Regions from separate parts of the Sus scrofa genome. Here region 2 is linked to region 1. A link is a contact called in public Hi-C data. All regions are on one chromosome and are shown on one strand. Each heading gives the region's core, a stretch centred on a gene start, on an enhancer-like site or on the middle of the called end of the contact. The rest is flanking DNA. Distances are from core to core; before and after follow the strand shown. Region 1 holds the start of EI24 (etoposide-induced protein 2.4 homolog). Region 2 holds the start of CHEK1 (serine/threonine-protein kinase Chk1).

The links. Hi-C and Micro-C count contacts between places; a contact is called where the count stands out from the background.
Region 2: a Hi-C map of liver shows a contact between it and region 1, with 2.8 times the contacts expected there. The contact joins the promoter of CHEK1 here to the promoter of EI24 in region 1. A contact is called at or near these places in 3 of 47 Hi-C or Micro-C datasets (embryonic fibroblasts, epiblast stem cells and liver) and 1 of 2 datasets of contacts at active chromatin or transcription factors (alveolar macrophages).

The regions. Positions count from the first base shown.
Region 1 is chr9:52,703,085-52,708,139 of Sscrofa11.1, reverse strand. EI24 (etoposide-induced protein 2.4 homolog) reads right to left here and starts at 3,580. Exons shown (of 12, transcript XR_002335716.1): 1 at 3,417-3,580; 2 at 549-661.
Region 2 is chr9:52,757,339-52,761,970 of Sscrofa11.1, reverse strand. CHEK1 (serine/threonine-protein kinase Chk1) reads right to left here and starts at 2,747. Exons shown (of 13, transcript XM_005667481.3): 1 at 2,625-2,747; 2 at 1,782-1,866. The coding sequence starts at 1,846. LOC110255454 (a long non-coding RNA gene) reads left to right here and starts at 3,114. Exons shown (of 2, transcript XR_002335717.1): 1 at 3,114-3,240; 2 at 3,799-4,632.

The sequences.
Region 1 (5,055 bases), core at 2,331-4,830:
AAAATCAAGTTACATAGATGTTAACATTAGAAGAAGCTGGTGAAAAATATAGGAGAATTGATCCTGCAAATTTTCTGCAAGTGTAAAATGATTCCAGAATAAGGATTCCCATTGTGGCTCAGCAGTAATGAACCTGACTGGTATCCATGAGGTTGCAGGTTCACTCCCTGGCCTTGTTCAGTGGGTTAAGGATCCAGCATTGCTGTGAACTGTGGTGTAGGTCACAGACACAACTCGGATCTGGTGTTGCTGTGGCAGAGGCCAGCAGCTGTAGCTCTAATCAACCCCTAGCCTGGGAACCTCTGTATGCCACAGGTGTGGCCCTAAAAAAGACAAAAAAAAAAAAACCAATAATAGAGACACTCACTAGACAAGCCTCCCAAGATTTTGCAAGATATGGGATAACACCTCTCTCGAGTAGTATGGATTAGAATGAAAATTTGTATGTAAAGAACCCAACAAATATAATAAAAATTTCAAATATACTTAAAGCATTTCCTAGTCAGTTCCTGTAGCAAAAAGGTAAAAAAATGACTTGATGTACTTACCCTGGCAAGGTCCTGAAGAAAGGTTTTGACACTGTCAGCCATCTCTTCACAACCCAAACTACCAACTACACAAAGGAGAGAGAAGTGTCCCCAAATCTTTCATCATGAGGGACCTGGAAAGAGAGCATAATCAGGGAAAAATATTTATCTTCAGGTCACTCCCTGTACATGTGTACATGATGACATTTTCCACATATAGGAGTAGAGTAGATTCCAGCACTTAGGTAGACAAAAGCACAATGAATTAAAGGGAAATTATACCTATAACTGCTGAAAAACCTGAGATCACTACTTTTTTTTTTTTTTTTTTGGTCTTTTTAGGGCTGCAGCCACAGCATAAGGAAGTTCCCAGGCTAGGGGCCGAACCAAAGCTGTAGCTGCTGGCCTACGCCACAGCAACACCAGATCCGAGGTGTATCTGCAACCTACACCACAGCTCATGGCAACACCAGATCCTTAACCCACTGAGTGAGGCCAGGAATCGAACCTGCATCCTCATGGATCCTAGTCAGATCTGTTTCCACTGAGCCACAACAGGAACTCCAAGATCAGTACTTTTTAAATCACTTGCCATCCTTTCACGTTTACATGGGGTAAATATGTTGTTACATGGAGTAGTGTCTTCTCTGGACCTTGACATCCCTAACTATCCCTCCATGTCCCATGTATTTTGGAGATTTGAGATTTTGAGATGGGTGATAATTACACTTCAACATCCTCTTAAGCAATATTTATTACTTGAATGCAAATGCAAGAACAAGATGAAAGTTCTAACAAAAATTACTAAATATGTACTTCACACACAGGCTTTTCAGAATCCATGTAAATTTAACGTATGATATGAAATTTCTCCCAAAGACCCATAAATATGCCTTTCTTGTTTTCCAACTTTAAATATATACATACATGCACAATTTTAACAAGCAGGCAAAAAATAATTAATTTTAAACCAGACCAAAAAGTGAAGTTCACATGTATAAATATTCTTTAACTACAGCCTTCCCATTTTATTTATTTCTTAGGTGAGCTAGAAATCTAGCTTCATAAAATAACTTGAAAGTTCACATGTATATATATTCTGAAAACACTATTCTTAAAACACTATGTGTTTAAGGTGAATGGAAAAAACCAATATCAAAAATTTAATTAAGAACTTGGGATTCTAAAATTTTCAAACCTGACTAAACCAATCTAGGGTATCTTCAATTAAAAAAATAGACCCTAATGACAATTTCACAGGCAGCTTAAATAAACCTCAAATTTCAAAACATAATCACAGTTTCCCTGATGACCACTTCACCAACTGTACTTTACTGACCCAACTGGACTACTGCCACCCAGAACAGGAAGATCAGGGGATATAGTAGTAAGAAGGCCATTTGCACAACACTGTACATATACCATCTACTCCTTGGGTCAAGTCCTACACAGATTCACTCACTCAGGCAGAGAGGTCTCTAAGGGTAAGAAACTTTTGTTAATGTTTCCACTTAAAAACAAAAAGGCCTGAGTGATAAAACTCACTGCCAGGTGAATAGCTAAGGCTCAATTATGACACTAGTTTCTAAAGATTATCAGGGATTCTAAAGATTATCAGGGATTCATTCTTTTCCAGCTGCTTCCTCATCTGTAAATTAAAGGTATTAAAAATTCTTCATGGGTTTTGAGTATAAAGCTCAATAACGTGAAAATAAAAACTTAACTTCTATAGAAACATAATCCCACTACAGAATGAGCTAGTTTGGGAGTTTAAGGAAGCCAGTTACTTAGTCTGGATTTCTCACAGGGCACTGACAGTTTGAGAAACGATGGTCCTAATCCAAGGAGAATAGCTGTGTTATCTGAACCATGGCCATTAACACCTGGCTTCTGCAAAGTACCAAGTGGAAGGTTACCTACTGACAACTGTGGCCTTTGAAGGACAAGTCACTTCGATTTTATGTGAAGATTCTAGCAGCCTTCCTACAGAAATATTTGGTCAATGATCCGGTTTGACAAAAAGCTGAGGCATGGAGAAAAGCAACCTGCCACAATTTGAGACCAGACAAGGAGGGAACCATCCAACTACGGTGGAAGGAAACCAGATGCGCTTGGTCCACATCGTTTTACAGAGGGAGGAACCGAGCCTCTGAAGTTAAATGGCTTGCCCAAGATGACAACACGTCAAAGGCTACAGCGAACGTCAAACCCTCGGCGTTCTAACCCCTCAATCCGGTCATTTTACTCAAGCTCTGCAATGAGGATTTTTGTTTAACTCGAGCATCCCTTGGACAAAAATGTCTCTTAAGCCTGTACATGAGGCTGGCCGCTAAATTCCTACAACAGTCATGAGAACTTATTAAGCATCTACTGAGGAACAGCCCTGTACTTTCATTTCTAAGTCGCTAAACCCAAGCGCGGAAAGCAAGAGGCTGTCAGATCCCTACTGCAGGTGCACTAAAGGTAAGCATCTTCACTTCCCACCAGGCTCCCGGGACTGCTAAGAGCCCAGGGGTCCCCATGGTCCCTTCAGACCGGTCTTCCCCCGCAGCTACTTGGCAATTCCAACTGGAAGCTGGGCTCCCTCCGCAGCCACAGTCGTGCACGAGGCGCGGGGCACGCTCATCTCCCATCATACGGGAGCTAAAGATAGCCGCGCCGCACCTGGGAAGAGGCTTGCCTATGGCTGCGGGCTGTGTCCCGCGCCCCGGCCCTACCCAGACGCCGCAGCAAGGTTCCCTCCAAGGGTCTTCTCCCGAAGTCCCTGTCCGCACCTCTCGGCCCCATACCCGGGCCCTGCTGCCCTCACACGCCCTCACTACCCCCTGCCACCCCTACTACGCATAGAATGAGCGGCGCCAGGGCCTGGCTCCGCCGAGCTGCACTTACCCCGCAGCTTCGCCGCCACGGCTCTGGCTCTGTTCCTCGCCCTCCGCAGGCCCACTCCGCTTCTCCGCGCCTCTCGGCGCCCAGCCGCCAGCTCCCGCCCGGGCGCTCCCAGGGCCGGGGCCGCTGTGCCCGCACTGGGCATGCCCGGGCCGCACGGGGCCGCTGGGAAGTCGGGAGGGAGCCGAGTCCAGCAGCCTGGGCGAAGGGGGCGGGGCCTCGAGGGCGACGGAGCCTGGGAAATGCAGTCCTTTCACCGTGCCCGCCAGATCCGCGCCGCTTCCTGGGAGGCAGTTCACCCGCCGAGGTGGGATGCCATCCTTTCTGATAGCATGTCTTGTGCTTTGCCCTCTCCCATATATTCCCCAGGGCTGCTTGTTCTTCTCTTTTGAAGTCTAACCACGGAACAATATAATGCAGAAGTCATCTTGGTCTTTTTTCTTGGAGATTTATTAAAGTAACCAAAGGGTAGTAAGCCATCAGGTGTTTAAATCAAGCTCACTGAATGAATAAGAATACAGTGATTAAGAATAGGTCAAGCCGCCATGCCCTCGGCTACATAAGGCATGTACTCTGACAGCAAAGTGTTGACTGAGTTAACAAGGGTAAAGCAAAGAGAAATAAAACTGTTTTCCATCTCTATTCCCACCAGGCCGTCTCTACCCCAGGGACAGCAATTTCTTGATACTGAACCATCAAGTCTCACATATAAACTTTTTCTCCCCTGTTCCCAGCTTTCTGTATCTCACTCCCCATTTCTTCTTTCCACTTCTATTTTCCTTCACCTCTAGCTGTGCTTAGACTTGCTACCCCTAGGGCCACTTAAAGAATCCGGTTTTTACAGCTATTTAGTATAGTCTTACATAATGTAAGCTCAGATGTGAACTAATTTACTCAAAGTCAGTGGCAGAACAAATACTCAGGCATCCTAACTCTCTTCTCCCTGGGAAAAGATCTATGAATATCCACTCAATTTTCCTTTTGTTATAAGTCTATTGCTTGATTTACACAATGACTAAAGTCATTACAAAGAGGAGACATTCCTAAACTTCTTTTTGGCCCCATATTGAGGCAGAATATTAACTCAGGTAGTCGGTGTAGGAGCATGGGCTTCGATGCATTCTTTGATATGGCCACTGATTAACATTTGTGGCTTAAGGGCTCCAGGGAGTTAACATCTCCACACACCTTGTTTTATTATAAGAAATGCGCATTCCCCACAGATTTTGCTATAGAAAATGTGAGTCTCAGCCCACTCTTCAACTGATAAAAAAGGAATGACGAATGGTGAAGGAAAAGGACAAAAAAAAAGCCCATGGAACTTTCTGGACTTTTCCAACCTCAAAAGCCCTATCGGACAAAGACTGATATAGGTAATTCGAACAAGGCCAATGGGAGAAAACCACATCTTTCTGGAGCCCACTTTGGTGCCCCTCCCCACCTTTAACAGATAAAATCCCTATAGGACAATAGAGAAAGAGGGCTTTTCTCCCCTCTCCCAGCTGTCCTGGAGGCTATTTGCTTTTCTGTTTTCTCTTTTTTGTTTTGTCTTTTTGCCATTTCTTGGGCCTCTCCCCCGGCTCATGGAGGTTCCCAGGCTAGGGGTTGAATCGGAGCTGTAGCCGCCAGCCTACACCAGAGC
Region 2 (4,632 bases), core at 1,498-3,997, 55 kb before region 1:
AATTTGTTTTCCTTCTAGCTTTACTGAGATATGGTTGACATAAAGCAATGAAATGACTATCACAATAAGTTTAGTGAACATCCATCAACTCATATAGACACAAAATGGAAGAAATAGAAAAAAGGGAGTTCCCATCATGGCTTAGCAGGTTAAGGACCTGATGCAGTTTCCCTGAGAAGTGCGTTCCATCCTTGGTCTTGCTCAGTGGGTTAAGGATGTGGTCAAGCCACAAGCTGTTGAGTAGGTCACAAATGCCACTCAGATCTTGTATTGCTGTGGCCATGGTATATAGGCCAGCAGCTGCAGCTCTGATTCCACCCCTAGCCTGGGAACTTCCATATGCCACAGGTACAGCCTTAAAAAGAAAAAACAAACAAACATGAAATAGACAACTCTTTGTGTTAAGAACTCTTACTATCTCACCCTTTTAACTTTCATATGTAACATACACCCTGTCAATTACATTCATCATGTTGTACATTACATCCCCAGTACCTATTTATAATTAGAAGTTTGTACCTTTTGACTGTCTTCAATTTCCCCTCCCCCACCCCACTCTGGTAACCACAAATCTGATCTATTTTTCTATGTGTGTTTGTTTTTAAAGTATAACTGATCTACACTATGTTTGTTCCTGTTACAACATAGTGATTCAGTATTTCTATACATTTCAAAATGATCTCCATGGTAAGTCTAATTAGGCTTACAAAAGTATTATATAGTTATTGATTATATTGCCCACACTGTGCAATTCATCCTGGAGACATTTATTTTGCAACTGGAAGTTTGTATCTCACGTATTTCTTTCCCAGCCCCCCTTCCCCTCTGGCAACTACCTGTTTGTTCTCCGAAACTGTTTCTCTTTTATGTTTGTTCATTTGTTTTGTTTTTAAGTTCCATATATTAGGTGAAATCATACAATATTTGTTTTTCTCTGTCTGACTTATTTAAAGTTAGCATAATACCCTTTAGGTCCATTCATGTTGTAACTTAATGGCAAGATTTCATTTTTGCTCTATTCATTTAATTTTAATATATTATCTAGCATTTATCAATCCCATTCTATATATATCTGCGGTAATCGCTGTAAATACCTACTGGATATGTACTACTATTGCCACATTATAGCTGAGGAAACAGAGGCAAACAAGGACATTAAGAAGCTTGCCTAGGAGTTCCCGTTGTGGCTCAGTGGTTAACAAATCCGACTAGGAACCATGACGTTTCGAGTTCAATCCCTGGCCTTGCTCAGTGGGTTAAGGATCCTGTGTTGCTGTGGCTGTGGTGTAGGCAGGCAGCTACAGCTCCGATTAGACCCCTAGCCTGGGAACTTCCATACACTGCAGGTGCAGCCCTGGAAAAAGACAAAAAAAAAAAAAAAAAAAAAGCTTGCCTAAGAACACAAAACAATGGTGAGCATGTGACAAAGTGAGGATTGGAAACCAGGCAGTCTGACTCAAGTCTGTTCATTTGCTCATTTAACCACCAGCTTAAACACCAGGAAGGAATGGTGGCAGGAAACTGATTTCAGAAATCTCTTTTGGCTCTTTGGGCAAAAAATGCTTTTTAAAAATAAGGAAGAAAAATAATTAATCCTTACAGAAGATTGTGTAGCTTCAGTTCCCCAAAGTTTTGGGTTTCAAATGCAAAGATCTGTTCTCTAAGGTGCCACTGTGTTAGAATAAACATATTCCAAAAAACCTAACATGTACTCAAAGGAGACAACAACCGACAGGAAACTAAAGCGAGTGTGAAGGCAGGGTTTAAGGACTCAAACTCACTCTCCATAGGCACCTTCTCCCAGGGTTTGCACCAAGTCCCAGTCTTCCACAAAGGGCACTGCCATGTCTCCACTAAGTCCCACGGCTGTAAAAGGCAGGAACCCAGAAAAGACGGCATATGAGGATAAACTTCAATCATCTCTTAAGCCACTGAGCTCCGCCTCTTGCCATGATTCTTCAAGATAAATCACAGCTCCTGGTTTCCCCTAACATCTCATCCATATTTTTATCCAAGCCGTTAAAGCACAAGCAAGTATTATGAACTCTGGCATTTCGTTGGTAACTCACAATCCCCATTCCCACACAAACCCAAGGCTGAAACCCCGCATTCCAGGCGGCAGAGGAGATGTGCTATCCGCATTGGGAAGTGGGAGGACCAGTGCTTTACCGTGGGGGACCAGGAAAAGGGGTGAAAGGTGAGAACTTGGGTCAGAGTCAGGGATGCTGACTAGTGAAGGAAATAACTGCCACGACCGCAGCCCCTCCTCCCCATCGGCTCACTCCCAATTCCTACCCACACCCCGTCCCCAAGGCCAGGAGGAGCCCGGGGCGGGGCCAAACTGCCCCAAGAGGCGGAAGGAAGGGCTGGGTGGCTCGCGTGCGGCCGGGGCCCAAAACTCTGGGGCACCCAGCCAGCAGAGGAGTCGTCTCTCCAGTCCTTGTACAACGAGGACCTCCTGGCATCACACTCCTCCACCCTCCGATACCGCCCTCCGCGGGAGTCTCTCTGATCCCCCGGGCTCGGCGCCGAGAACGTTCTCTCGCGGTGCCCCTCCTAAGTCTTATAGACCCCGAACTCCTGCTCCAGGGGCCTTTCCCACTCTACCGGCCGCCCCTCCTCACCAGGCCGTCCTTTGCCCGCCACCACAGGAATCCAAATGCAGGACTTTTCCCGCCAAAACTTGCTAGCGTCACATTGTCGCAAATGCGCGCTCCCTTGCCGTAAAGCAGGAAGCGCGCGTTCTGGGGCTCTCGGGCTCTGCAGATTGGCCGCGCCTCGGGTCCGCGCCGCTCTTCGCTGCGTTCTCAGGCCCGCCAGCCAATATTACCTTAAGATCGGAGGAGATCCTGGCTGAAGAGGTTTAAGAACTGCCGACCTCATCAGTGCGAACGACCTCTGGGCACAAACGCTAAGTGGGACCAGGCGTGTATCCTCGGCTGGCTGGCCTCGCGTTCCAAGGGATTGAAGCACCGCAGGGCTCGCTGCCCGCCGCCCCCGACCTCCTGGCACCCCAACCCTTGCCTGGCAAGGTGTTGAGGGTCACACTCAGTAAGGGTTGCCTCTTACTTGAAGGTGTGGGCCAGGTAAAACCGGAGCTGAGAAGCTAGTAACAGCTGTTGAGAACTGATCTTGTGAAGAAGGAAAGTAACTTTTGTGTTGGGAGAGAGAAGCATCAAAGAATGGCTGCAAGGGGTGGGAAGGCGTCAGGATGAATAAAGCTGCTCTTGTATTTTTGAGGTAATGTCAGGATAACCAGTTTTCCCATCTTATCTAAGCTGCCTCCAAAACAATACCTCAACCCAACCTTTTTGAAGGAAGTGCAACTGCATAGCCTAGTACTACCCGCTCTCTCATTAATGTGTAAGAAACTGGCAGGTACAAGCAAAAAGGCTGCGCATTTTACAATGCAAAGTTTAAAAGCAGAGTATCCTGTTTAGGTGGGAAAGTCAATTCTGAGAAAAGGACTGGCTGGAGTACAAAATCATGTAGAAAAACTGAAATAGTTACTCCCCCTTGACAGTAAATTAGACTAGGAACTCAAGGCACAGGGCAGATCATCTCCATTAAGTTCTCCAATTCTCAAAACTGGGCCACATGCATGCATTGAACATAAATAGCTATTGATTGTGATACTGGCAATAGACTAAAGTAAGTGTAAAATATATTATACAAAAATGCAAACATTTGATTTAAAGAAGCAAAGTCAGGGACAGAAAAACAAGACCAGGACACTTCAAAATGCTCATCACAGTTTAGGCTTTTGTTAAAGTAAGTTTTCCACATCATTTTTTTCAGTTTTGGCACTGTGTGCTGCAGACAAAGAATATGAAGAAAGGAAGAGGAGGACCTGCACAGCTTCTTTGTATCTTGATAGAATTAAGGTATCTTAGCCTGAAAATAAGGTATACACTTTTCAGGCAGAATACCAAACATAGCATATAGAATAGATGCACACAATAACATCTGTCCCCTTTTTTAACCTTACTAAAATAATTTTAATAGTAAATATTAAAATAAATTAACTTAAATAGTACAATTTTATTGTTTTGGTTTTCTTGGCCATGCCCACATGTGGAAGTTCCCAGGCCAGGGATCAAACCCACACCACAGCAGTTATCCGAGTGACACCGGATCCTTAAACCACTACACCACAAGGGAAGTCCTAAAATTTACTTTTTTTTGCTTTTTAGGGCTGCACATGCAATATATGGAAGTTCCCAGGCTAGGGGTCGAATCACAACTGCAGCTGCCAGTCTATACCACAGCCATAGCAATGCCAGATTCAAGCTGTGTCTGCGACATACACCACAGCTCATTGCAATGCCAGGTCGTTAACCCACTTAACGAGAACAGGGATGGAAAAAAAATTTACTTAATAGTAAATTTTTAGTGTCTCCGCTGTGGCACAATGGGATTGGTGGCGTGTCTGCAGCACCAGGATACAGGTTCCATCCCCCGGGCCCCACATACTGAGTTAAAGAATCCAGTGTTGCTGTTGCTCCTTGTAGGTTGCAACCACAGCTTGGATCTGATTCCTGGCCCAGGGAACTCCATATGCTGCAGGGTGGCCCAAAAAGAGGAGGAAAAGTAAATTTTTTTTCTTTTGTATTTTTAGGGCCACACCTGAGG